2 separate regions of the Anas platyrhynchos genome follow, and region 2 is linked to region 1. A link is a contact called in public Hi-C data. All regions are on one chromosome and are shown on one strand. Each heading gives the region's core, a stretch centred on a gene start, on an enhancer-like site or on the middle of the called end of the contact. The rest is flanking DNA. Distances are from core to core; before and after follow the strand shown.

What was found. Hi-C and Micro-C count contacts between places; a contact is called where the count stands out from the background.
Region 2: a contact with region 1 is called in a Hi-C map of subcutaneous adipose tissue, with 2.2 times the contacts expected there. The contact joins the promoter of CREB5 here to the enhancer-like site in region 1. A contact is called at or near these places in 4 of 8 Hi-C or Micro-C datasets (F1 follicle, skeletal muscle, small yellow follicle and 1 more).

What each region holds. Positions count from the first base shown.
Region 1 is chr2:123,696,511-123,702,817 of IASCAAS_PekinDuck_T2T, reverse strand. The region is part of intron 5 of CREB5 (cAMP responsive element binding protein 5); the gene reads left to right. Among named protein-coding and RNA genes, the nearest start is that of CREB5, 150 kb to the left of the region's middle. Within about 2 kb of position 2,212, at least 1 of the 8 cell types and tissues checked has an H3K27ac peak or open chromatin away from gene starts, as enhancers often do. A contact at or near this core is called in subcutaneous adipose tissue, where this site is marked.
Region 2 is chr2:123,846,048-123,852,354 of IASCAAS_PekinDuck_T2T, reverse strand. It overlaps CREB5 (cAMP responsive element binding protein 5), which reads left to right and starts at 3,316. Exons shown (of 11, transcript XM_038174831.2): 1 at 3,316-3,443.

The DNA of each region.
Region 1 (6,307 bases), core at 963-3,462:
GCAACAGTTTATATTGTAAAACATATGAATTCTGAATTTTCTCAGTCATTGAGACTATTTTGATGAAAAATGGATCTTTGTTATTTTATTCTATTTATATCGCTTTGACCTGCTAGTCTATTTTCAGCCTGCTGCCTGCAGTGCTATCTGGCACGTGCTAAATACATGTTTCCTAAAGCAGTTTGTAAAGATACATTGGAACTGGTTATTTCCAAATGGGATAATTTTGTTAGCAAGACTCCTGCGTAAGAGCATGATTCCTGAGCAGGAGAACATTTGTGCGCAGGTGAGATAACTTATCTCAATATTTACATGTAAGCAGAGGAGATAACTCACATGGTCACTTGTGCTGGTTCTGCTGCTTATTAGCTCAGTGCAGGTAGGCACTATGAAGTATATGAGCTGGTGGAATTTGAAAAAAGATAAATAATAATTTGGTGAACTGCATTGATATCTTCTTCTCAGGGAAAGAGAGAGACAGAGAGAAAAAAAAAAAAAAAAAGAGAGAGAGAGACTTAGAAACCTCAAGGACCTGGTATTTTTACTAGAAGGGAAGAGATGAGTTGGAGGGGAGCAGAAAGACCAGGGAGGTCACAGATGTAGCCTGGAGTATGTTGAGTAAGTGAGAACAGGAAGAATAAAATTGGTATCGTAGACTGGGAGAGCCAGCAGATTAGATCAAATATATGTGTGAAGAAGACAAAACAGAAAGCTCTTGTATGAAAACATTTCTTGTGAATTAGCAGAGCTGAGCTCCAGACTGCATATCAGACTGTCTCTCTCATCTGTGCTTCTTTCTAAATTCACTAACACTGCAGTTTACAGCAGTTTACAGACCTTTTTCTTAGTCCCTATAAATATTTTATAGAAGCCAGGTTAGCTGAAATGAAAAATAGAGTTGTTTTTCTTAGGTGCATGATTTAAAAGCTTAGCAAGAAAACTTGTGGAAAACATAATTGCCCTAAACAAAACAGAACTCTGAAGAGTTTTGCCAAATGAAAACTAACTTTTATCAATACCCTCTAAAGTCTTTTTTTTTTTTTCTTTAGTGAACTGTTTTCATGGCAAAGTTCAACTTTCAGTTCCCAGGGTTTCTAACTGAAGAACTCTTTACACTTTTCACTGTCCTTATAAAAGACAGACAAAGTGGTTTAAGGAAATATTTTTTAAAATATTCATTATCTGGCAAAGACCAGGCCTGCAGTATTTCAGCCTAAAAAGGGATAGTTTTGGAAGGTTTTAAAAGTATCTGAAAAAAAAAAAGGGGGGGGGGGATAGAATGAAAATGAAAATGCAACTATAAACATAAGTTTTAATGTCATTCATCCTGCAGTAGTTTTTTAAGTCATCTTCTTCTTTTTTACATAGTTACATTTATAATAAATGTATAATGTCTTCTGTGTGATACTATCTATTATCTCAGTGTGCGTTTGTGAGATACATGCCCCTACATATGTGTATTATGAACATAGCAGTAAGGCAGATGAAATCACACCAGACACATCCTGGAATTAACTCTGAGTTTGCATTGTGTTTACCTGGTCAGCTACCATTTGTTTAAATCCCTGAAGATGCTTCTGGGTATCTGCAGCTTCCTTTTCTTTTAACCGTGATTACAAATATTTAATACCTTTTGTTTGAACACTATGAAAACATTGACCAGATGGGAAATCAGGTGAAACTAAATAGAGGTTTCATGAACTGGTCTCTAAAATATAGACGAACAAGAATATTACTAGCCAATCTGGGGAACAGTTAGATGACAATTGTGGTGGCTGCCCCTGGCCCATCCTTACCTTGCTTCAGGCTGGAGATACAGACTAGGCAACGCTGACAACTAAAGCAGAATTAAGATACAACAAAGTGGAAACATATTAACTGAACCAATAAAAATAATAATATTAATAATAATCAAGCAACGCAACTGCAGATTGTGCTCTGAACTTTGCCAAATTTGGGGCTGCTGGCAGGCCACCAAGAATAGTAAATACAACAGACAAGGGCCCCTCATCTGAGAAAGCCTTGCCACAGTCCCCAGAGAGCTTTGCCCTACGAACCAACAGCAAGAGCATCCCAGCCGGTCTGAACAGCCACCGTGGAATTACGGCATGAGATTTCTGTGAAGTGAGATTAAGCTAAACTTGCATCTTGTGTGAATTCAGATTAAATGAAGGGACTCAGTTGTTATTTAGCAAAAACAGTTCCCTTGGTTACATTGGAGTCATTTTTACTGTGTTGGTATGATGTAATCGGCTGGTTTAACATTTAGAGCTAGTAAAACATGTGCGTATAATTTTTTTTTTAAAGTATGTGCCTAATCACTTTCATTTTGCACTCACTTAGCTCAATATTAATAGTTTGCATTGGCTGAGAATTTACAAACAGGCTTAGGAGTGAAACAGTCTAGATTTCTACATGTGATGGCCTGAAAGTTACAGGGAGTAAAGAGTCTTGTCAGACTCCTAGATCTTTCCTCCCACACATGCTGGCCACCAGATAAATCATGTGTGTGAGTTTATAGTGGAGTCGGTACTGGATGTTAAGCAACACCCAGAAGTGAAGTTCTTGAAATAATTTCCTGTGAAAGCTACAGTAGACAGATTTGTAATCATAGATCGTGGCATTAATCAAGTAAACAAACCATCCATTTTTGCTGTGGCATTCCTGAAATCTCTTTTAGGAATGCCAAAGTTCTGCATAATGATACTTCCCAGTAATGAGTGTGGTAAGCACAGGATAGCATGACACAGAGGGCTTCTCAGTTCTTTGGGGCACGGATGTAAAATTCCTCTGATACAGCAGTGAGAGTCAGAAGACATCTGAAATGTGACTTAAACATTTCGGTAGTATTCATACTACTTATTTACATTGTAATTACAACATTTCTCCTCTTAAAACCTTTCCGAAAGGTTGCTTATCCCCTTCTGTCAGCTAAGAGAAATTTCAGGCATGGCTGCTCTTGAAGTAAAGAACGAATTGGTAAACAGAGGCAAACTCTTTGTCCTGCATTGTTACTCATGCTGACAAATGTGCACTCAGTAAAAGCTGTTGACAGCTGTGGGCTGCTCAAGAACCACAGCTAATGTGGGAGAATCTCCTCTAGGAAACAGGGCAGGTAGGCTTCATCTAGCTTGTGTAAAAACGGGGTTTGCTGGAGGGGAAAGAACCAGGATGGTTTGAAGAGGAAGGCATTAGGTTGGAGGAGGTTCTGTGTGGAGCTATGTGGTGTTCAGTACAGACCTGATTTTGTTTCACATTTTCTTTAATGACTGTAATGTAAGTATAACAAGTACTGCTGGTGACGCAGGGTTTGGAGACATTGGCAATACAGAGAAGGACCTGGATATCATACAAAAAAGGAGGGGAAAAAAATCCAACAAGAAAAAACCTGGATGAGCTTTGAGTACTGAACTAATGGCGATGGAATGAAATTCAATATTAAAAAATGCAAGACTGTGCCTGGGGGGACTAATAAAAATTTCTAGAAGCAGCAGCAGTTCATCAGCCCAATACGGCAATGTAGAAGGAAGGCTTGAGAATAGTGGTAAGTGGTCACAGGCTGACAGCAAGCTTCTGCAGTGGTCTGCTTGATTTCAAGGTGCAAGCATTCTTAAATAATGATGCGTCAGGAAGGTGGCTGGCTATCCAGAAGCACTGAGAGGCATTAGGATGGCGTGGTGGACTGATCTGGAGCTGACTTTTAATATTAATGAAAACAGGTTAGGGAAAGTGTGGGGAGGATGGTTACCACAGGTCATGAAAATGAAAGAAAGTAGCTTCTCAGGAGGAGAGATTGAGTTAATTAAGGGACAATGAGACAGCTGGCATATTCAAGGCAAAGGGTTAGCAAAAAGGTCTTTGCAGCAGCAATCTGGACAAATATGAAAGAGGTAAAATTGTATTGGTAAAAGCCAGAAAAAAAATGATGTTGCAACTATTGACGTGCGGGGTGGTGAGGCATATGTTCCAGTTATGAAGCAATTACAACAATATATAAGCCCTGAAGTGGTTTCAAGCTGAATTCAGATTGGCATCTCTGTGCAGAATAATTAACACACAGAATCATGAACATGGAGGACAAAAACAGTAGAAAACTTCAAAATCCTAGAAACTAAATTCACTTTGAATGGAAGGAAGAAACAAAGGGAAAATTTGGGGAAGAAAGGAGAGAAATGGTAAAATCCCAGGGTTTGAAACATAAAGAATGCAAGTAACATCCCAGTTAAGTTGGGAAACTGATCCAGGTGCTACTTCTTTTGCATTAAAGCTATTCAGCTGAATTCACAGTTGTTTCCACTCAGGTTAGAGGGAATCTTGGGCTATAAAGTGAACTCTGCAGGTTCTCAGATGAGTTAGTCATCATTGTTTTAATTTGTTTATCCTGTTTCCATAATAAATCCTTTTTTTTTTTTCTTCTTTTTTTTTTTTTTTCTCATTTAAATGTATTAAAATCTATTTTGTTGGGATTTTAAAAATTGAGCTTACTGTGGTTCATTTCTCAACAAAAAGTTTGTCTTCTACCCTTATGTGAAAAGTCAGCAGGGATGCCAGCATGGCAGTGGTATTTTTCAGTAAAGAATTCACAGAAGTGCCTCATTGACATGGGCTATAGTCAGTGAGGACAAGCATGAACACCTTGGTTTTGCATAGTGGAAGGAGCAGGCTCTACACGTTAGAGGGTGTCCCAGAAAATGAGTGCTGCCAAGTGCAAATCCAGCAGGCACAATTTGTGTAGAATATGTTCTTACCGCAATGTATTTTCAAGCACGTGAATGTTTTCTAGGTAGATTTGATTCTGCATTTGATGTCAGATTAGAAAAGCCGTGCATTTCAATTCTTAGAAACTAGTCTTGAAAGTAATGCAGTATCCTGCACCACAGAATGTGGAAGTGAAGTTAGAAATATTTTCTCTTTTGTTTATCATCACAGTAAAACTGATGGTGTAACTCTGGCTTTAATGTCAGTAAAAGGCAGGTATTTTCCTCTTAGAGTCCTGAAAGATCTGAATGAGTGTGTGAGAGGTCTGTTTGTTTTGAGTATGTTTAGAGATAATAGATAGTCATTCTTTTCCAGAAGAAAAGCATTGGAGGACTAAACATAGTATGTAAATCCTAAAAACATAAGTGAGTACAGATGGACCTCACTTGGTTTCAGAAAGGATCTCTCAGATAATGAGTCTGTGGCTGGAGAAGTTACTCTGAAGGAAATCGAACTAGGATTTCCTGTTGAACTCCCATCACAAAACAAACAAGAAAAAAAAAAAAAAAGACAATAGTTTTTTTGTTTGTTTTGCTTTTTTTTTTTTTTTTTAACATTTTAAAATAATATATCAAATAAAGTAATAGCTTTATGTCATTAACAACAGAGTTCTAATTCTTATGGCTGACTTGTTACACTGTAAACATTATGTTGTATTTCTACGGGAGTCTGCAAATCAGGGAATCACATGCTGGCCGTGAGTTGTGGCTACATCTCAGTCTCCTTGCTGTAGCCTCTGTTGTTTTGTAAGAAACGTAGAAAAATTCTAATCTATAATAAAAGAGGCTGTAGTTTCAGTGTCAAGGTGTTGGATGTTGATTAAATTCAGACCTTTGGATAGAGCCAAGTTAAAATGGTACCAATTGGGTAGTGAATTCTCATCATCCTGCTAGTGATTTAATGGTGTAAATTGTGTGCCTGAGGATGAACAGGGACCTGTAGAATTGCTTGGCTATCTGTGCTCCTTCATGGAGTTTCAAAGCTAAAGCCAATTTATCCAGCAAATGTTTTATTTCATTTAATTTTCATGGAGGAAATATTACTAGCTGGATTACTAACAAACATGGACACATCTTTAAAGCAAGTGACCGCATGTGTGTGTTTATCAAATAGCACTGTGAATTGATGCTGCTGTATTGAGTGTGATCTGAGTTCCAGAAATCTTCCCTTCCACATGGAGCTGAGTCCCAGAGCTTTGCTTATATTTTAAAAGTTTCATTTGACTATTAATTATTCTTATTGTGCTGGAAAAAGAAAGATGAGGGCTAACAAAACTGCATGATGTTGACAGTTTAAGAGAAGACTAAAATTTGTTTTAGAGTTTGTGTACCATTATTCAGTGCTTACCATACTGTGCTCCACAGCACATATTTCATTTCAGCATATGAGTTTGTTCTTTTAATCTGGATTTTGCAATTTCAGCCTACTTTTCTGTCTGTTAGAAACACAATGGAGAAAGAACATCAAAACCAGACCCTCTGTCCTGTTATAAGAGTCAAGATGCAACTATATGTAATGCAAGTTTTAAGCTGGGTCCAAGATAAAACTT
Region 2 (6,307 bases), core at 2,067-4,566, 150 kb before region 1:
TTTGGAAAGCTGCTTCTAAAACTCAGTCATACCAGAAACAATATTCCTGAAAAAGTGAATGTGCCTGCCTAACGTTACCCCAGCCCCCACAAGTCTGTTGCTGGGAACATCTCTCCCTTTTGGAGCAGGAACTCCAAGTTTTGCAGAAATCGTTTCATTGTTTCGGGACGTGCCTTTGATTAGCCTCTAAGATTTGCCCAAATTTGTCCCCAGTACAGAGCGCGGTCTCAAGTTACAGCTCGTCAGCTGAGCTGTGCTCGCTGGCTCTGCGTGCACTTCTGATTTGCCGAGCAGAATATGCTAATCTAAACCACCTTCCCAGGAGCTGGCATTAAAGTGCTGTTCTTCACGTCGGCAACACGCAAACACCCATCAGCTCAGCGGGAAGGCAGCAGCTCTGCAGGCACTGTCCTTCCTCGTGCCATAGGGCACCCCTCAGTTTGCATCACGAACTCAGCAGGTACATGTCCTGAGCATCCTTTCTCTGCTCCCTGTGCTCCGTCCTGGAGGATCGAGGCAATTTCTCACTCTCTTTTGTGAGCTGCTCAGCCGCCGGACAGCGAAGTGAACGCAGAACAAAATGGGGCTGCACCTCTCGGTGCTGCTTTTCACATCCCCATTCAGAGGTCAGTGTGTGGTAAGAAAGTAGCTAGCTTAGGATGGAGAGAAGGTGGGTGACAGGCAAGAGGAAACCAGAAACAGGGAAGGGAAGAGCTAGAAGAGGGCAACAGGAGCCGGCGGTGACAACTGAAGCAGAAGTTGGGCATGGGGGGAAGCAACAAGCAGTGACATACTGCAGCGGATCTTAACCAGAGAGGAACTGGGGCCCTATTCTGTGCTCATCCCCCCCGAGGACCTACAGCTCATTTCAAGAGTCGAGAATCTCCCCTCGGGACCTGAGACTCATTTCAGGAATCCAGAGTCACTCTGCTCTGCTGTCAGTGAAAACCAGCGCTGACACGTACCAGAGCATTCGTCACCCCCTTCCCGTGGCAGACACTCAGAGCGCTGCAGCGAGCTACCCGGCTGCTCGAGTGAGTGGCAGGCGTTTGTCCAAATAGGTCTGGGGCACGTAACAGGACTGATCTGACTCAGGCAGTGGTCTTGTTTCATCTTGCTGTTAAAGTCTTTTTCCACGAACACTCTGGACAGGGCGAAAAGATATGCAGAGTGGTCAAGTCAGGGACTTTAAATGCAATTTCTTAAGTTAAAGTGCACTGCACACCCAAAGTCTTATTTAATCACTATAATCTGTCACTGGTGGTCTGTAATATCATTTGTAAGAAAGCCACACCAGTAGGTCAGTAACATGAAACTATGGCTCATATTCCATCTAGCATTTGTTTTTCTTCTACGTGTGTCCAGTTTGCCATAACATCCCAACTACATGGGTATCTGAGGGGTTGGGCCCTGTTACCCTTTTCTGGCAGCTGAATTCTCCATCGTGGGTTTCATTTTGGTCTCAGAGAGAAACCTGCAGAAGGAACTGCTGTGCCCACCACAGGAAAAGTCACAGTAAGAGATAGCCCTGCTGTGCGTCTGTGAAAGGTGCAGGTACCCAGACTGTGTGGTGATATTCCAACGAGAGATGCAGAGCTGCTTCCTGCCCTTAAATCTTTTGCCACGTCCTTAAATAACTCCGTGGTGCTTCTGTATACTAAAAACCTTCCCGTGTGGCAGAAGTAACTGTGATTCTTAGTTTAGTCATCGCCATAGTTTATCATTTTGGGATGTTCAGAAGGAAGATGCCTTGCACGCCTTGATGTGCAGTTTGCAGGGATAACACCTGGCAAAACTCTTCTAGGGACAGCATCACCGAGCCTTACCCTAAGCAGCTGAATGAGCTCGAAACCTATTGATAGTCACTGATAGGATCTACTTCTACCTGCTTAAATCCTGCATAAAGTGCCAGTGCTGAGGACAACTATTAGATACCCTGAGGAGAAGGGTACACCTGGGAGTAGCGCCCCGTATTACTGCCATTTGTGATGTAGCTCCTGCTTGTGGCACTGCCTGCTGTATCACTCTCTCCTGTGTTAACTGAGTGCCAAACCCAGCAGCGCCTGTGCAGATCCCAAGAGCCTGCATTGTAATGCTGAGGTTTCCTCACTGCTCACGCCAGGGGCTAAAGCCCTGCAGGGAAATAAAGCGGGGCCCTGGCACCGGAGCAGCAAGCACCCGGCTGATGCCCGTGTGTCCCTTCAGGCACAGCATCTCTGTGTGAGGGGAACCTGTGGGCTCGGGGCTGCAGCTCTATGAGCCAGGATAAGCTCTGGGCACAAGCAAACCCCAAAAGGGGTTTTACACTGGGGGAGTAAGGGGATGGAAGGCACACTGCCACCCCAGGGGCAGTGCTGTGGGGCTGGCAGAACACATGTAGGGCTGGGCAAAGAGGGGTGGGTGGGGTGTGTCTCCCCCTCTGCTATGTATCCCCTTTTTGGAGATTCCTCTATTTCTAGGAAAAAAAATAGAAAAGAAAATAGAAAAGAAAAAAAAAAAGAGAGAAAAAAAGGAAAAAAAGAAAGAAAAATGAAAAAAGACAAATAAAAAAAGAAAAAGAAATAAAAAGAGAAAAAAGGAAAAAGAAAAAAGAATAAAGAAAAAGAATAAAGAATAAAGAAAAAAAGAAAAAGGAAAAAATAAAAAAGAAAAAGGAAAAAGGAAAGAAGAAGAAGAAAAAGAAAAGGAAAAAGAAAAAGAAAAGGAAAAAGAAAAAGAAAAAGAAAAAGAAAAAGAAAAAGAAAAAGAAAAAGAAAAAGAAAAAGGAAAAAAGAGAAAAAGGGAAAAAGATAAAAGAAAAAGGAAAAAGGAAAAAAAGAGAAAGGAAAAGAGGAAAAAGGAAAAAGGAATGAGGAGAAAGGAAAAAATATAAAAAATATAAGAATATAAAAAAGAAGAAAGAAAGGAAAGAAGAAAAAAAAGGAAAAAAGAAAAAAAGAAAAAGGAAAAAAGAAAAGAAAAAACGGAAAAGGAAAAAGAGAAAAAAGAGAAAAAAAAAAGAAAAAACAAAAGGAAAAAAAGGAAAGGAAAAAAAAAAAAGGAAAAGAAAAAGTTCTTCTGGAAGCTGCCCACCGCGGACAGACGGCCGGCAGGACAGACGTCCCCACGGGGCGGGGGTGGGGGGGTGAAGGGGGGCAGGCAGGGGGCGTGCCCTCCCTTCCCGATGACTCACCCCGCGGGGGCTTGGCTTATGCAGACCCCGCCTTCTCCCTCTCTCCCCGTCCCCCTCCTCTCCCTCCCCTCTCCGCCCCCCCCCCCCCCCCGCGCCGGCCCGCAATGATTTAGAAGTTCAGGAATCCCACGTGACGTCACGGCGGGTGATGTAATGGTGCTGTAAATAGCACGCATTGTAACCTTCCCTCAGTACAACGTGGTTCCTCCGCCCGCGCCGCCGGTCCCGTCCCCGCCGCGCCGCGCCGCGCCGCGCCGCGCCGTGCCGGGCGGTAAGTTCCTGCAAACACCGCGCTGCCCCGCACGGCTCCGCGCCGGGGGTCGCTTCTCGCAGCCCCCCCCCGCCCGCCGCCGCCGCACGGGTTGGTGCTCCGGCGGGACGGAGCGCGGAGAAGGGGGCGTGCGCGACCCCCGAGGGGCAGGGCAGCGGCGGCGGGGCAGGGGGCGCACGGCACCTGGGGATGGGATGTGAGGGGAGGGGATGGGGATGGGGATGGGGTAGGGTAGGATCGGGTAGGGTGGCATGGGATGGGATGGAGTAGGATGGGGTAACACGGGATGGGGTAGGATGGGATGGCATGGCACGGGATGGGGTAGGATGGGACGGGATAACATGGCACGGCACGGGACGGGGTGTCACGGGATGGGGATGGCATGGAAAGGGGTGGCATGGGATGGGGAAGGCGCTGCCCGGCGCTGACAGCTGCCCCCAGCTCCCCGCCGGCTCCCCAAAACTTCTGGGCGACTTTAGCAGCGGTGGGCGCCCCTCGGCCGCCGTGCCCGCGGGGAGATCCCGGTGCCGGCCCTCACGTCACGCCGCGGGCCGGTGCCCCCCGGGGATGCTCCGCTGGGATGCCGCCGGCACCGGGGCGGGGGAGATCCCTTAGAGGACCCCCTTACACTGACCCCACTTCCAGCCCCGCTCGTCGCCCCCCGGCCAGCTCCGCGCCCCCTGCCTCTTCCCGGGGTCTCTCTGTGCCCCCGGAGGAGTTTTGGGGAGGCTGAGAGCCGCGGGGGTGTGGGGGGAGACCCGCTCAACTCTGCCTGCTCCATTATTTGTGTCCCGGCACCGGCAGCGATCCCTCGGCTCCGGGGCTCAGTCGGAAAGAGGGAGGTCGTGCGAAGGAGTGGGTAGGAATAAAGGGGAAAATGTGCGTTTCTTTGAAACCCCAGAGCGATATCAGGAGTTTGCTGAGCGGCCAGCTTAAAAGATTTCCATATTTTATCGGCGAGAAGCGGTGCTTAGCCCGATGCAATCAAAGCTCGGGGGGAAGGCTGCTAATTGCTGCGAAGCATCTCGCTGGGGCTTTGCCTTGAGACCGTGCAGTTTGCAGAGATCCTCACCCGCTGGCTTGCACCAGACTTTCCCCGTCTGGCCGTTTGGACAAGGAGCAGTGCGTCAAGCAGCAGCGGTGGAGGGAAACTTTCTTGTAAGGAACTGTCACGCAGAAATAATCCAGAAACCGGGCTGTAAGAAATTTGGGAGTCGGAGGGTGAGAGCCGAAGGCAAAAGTGAAGCGTAATTCGTGGGGGTTTTGCGGGAGGAGGGAGGCTTTCCTAAGAGGATGGTTTATTTTCAGTAGGAAAGTGTACGGTGTATGAAAGCCCCCGCCTGGCATTTCGTGACTTTCATGTGGTGAATGCGGTTGCCGGTATCAAAAGCTGGGAATTCTTCCTAAGAAATGGCTAAAATCCTTATTTGTGACTCCTTAATCCCAAGGGGAGCTGTGCAGGTCGCAAAGCACCGGGGAGAAGTGTGATTAATGATCAGTGATTAGTGATAAGTGATTAGTGGTTTTATTCAAACTGTTACCTCTGACCAGAAGCACACATCAGAGGATTAACAGGCTCTTTAGATAAATGCTCATTAGTGGAAGGGGGAAAGCAAAGATAATAGGCATGCACACAGGGACAACTTTCTAGGAAAATCATTCCCGTCTCTGGCATAATAAGCTCGATTAGCAGAAAGGCTCTTTAATTTAAAAGTTGCTTTTATCTTGTAAATCAAAGATAGATGCACAAGTTCGCCGCGCTATTATAGCCTAAATTTTCCCATATCCACGGGACGTGGATTATCTCGGTGGCGATATTTTATGAAAAAAAAAAAAAAAAACCACCACGCACGCACAAGACACTTGTATCGTTAGCGAACGGAACGCTGCCAAGTGCTGAAGCCCCGCATCCTGAGGCATCCATCCCTCCATCCATCCCTCCGTCCGTCTGTCCGTCCGTCCGTCCCCTCCCCGCAGGGCAGGGCAGGGCAGGGGCTGCCGGCAGCGAACTAGATGGCGCAGTCCTGCGCTGTGTGTGCACATCCAGCGCTGGGTTATGAACCCAGCAAGTAGCAGCTTGCTAGGTGTCCTTCAACACTTCCAACAAAGTTGATTCTGTGCTGGCTCGGAGGCTAGACAGCGCTGCGAGTTTTTAGTCACATTTTCCATGCCGGTTAATCTGGGGAGTTAAAGGCTACTGGAAAAATTAGCCTCATTTACTCAAAGACCCGGTGAGCCGGAGGAGAGGACGAGAGGGGCAAAACACTGCACCCTGGGACCTGACTCTTGACTGTGCTGTTTTCCACCCCCTTAATGAAGCACGGTTCTGATGGCCTTCGTTACTGAAGCCTAAAAGCTCTGGGTAGCTTTTCCCTCAGCTATCACTGGCAAAGGGAAGTGTTTGGAAGTGTGGCTTTTTTTTTTTTTTTTAATATTTTTTTTAAGTCACGAATTAGAAAGAGCAGTTGGTGTGGTGGTTGAACAAAGCGACTTGGACCTCGTTGTACTCTACAGATAATGGTAAGGAGCCTGTTTTTATGATAACTAACCAGGGATTTCTCATTCCTCTTCATCACACGTGGACCTTGAAGAGCTGATACCTACTGCTGCCCACAGACTTTGGGATGTTTTTGCTGCCCCGTTAACTTAGATGGGATTTATGTTTGTTTGCATCTGTTGAGATCATCAAAGTCTCAAAACTTAAAATGCACTGAAGCAAGAAATAGAAATAATTAATTTATGGCATAAAAAAGAAACTGCTGCCATCTCCAAGTGTTACTGTTTTAATTGGAGACTCTCAGGCTATCGGTTAATATCAAAAAGTTTCACATTAACCTATAAAAAAAGCAATAAGCTCTGTTTGC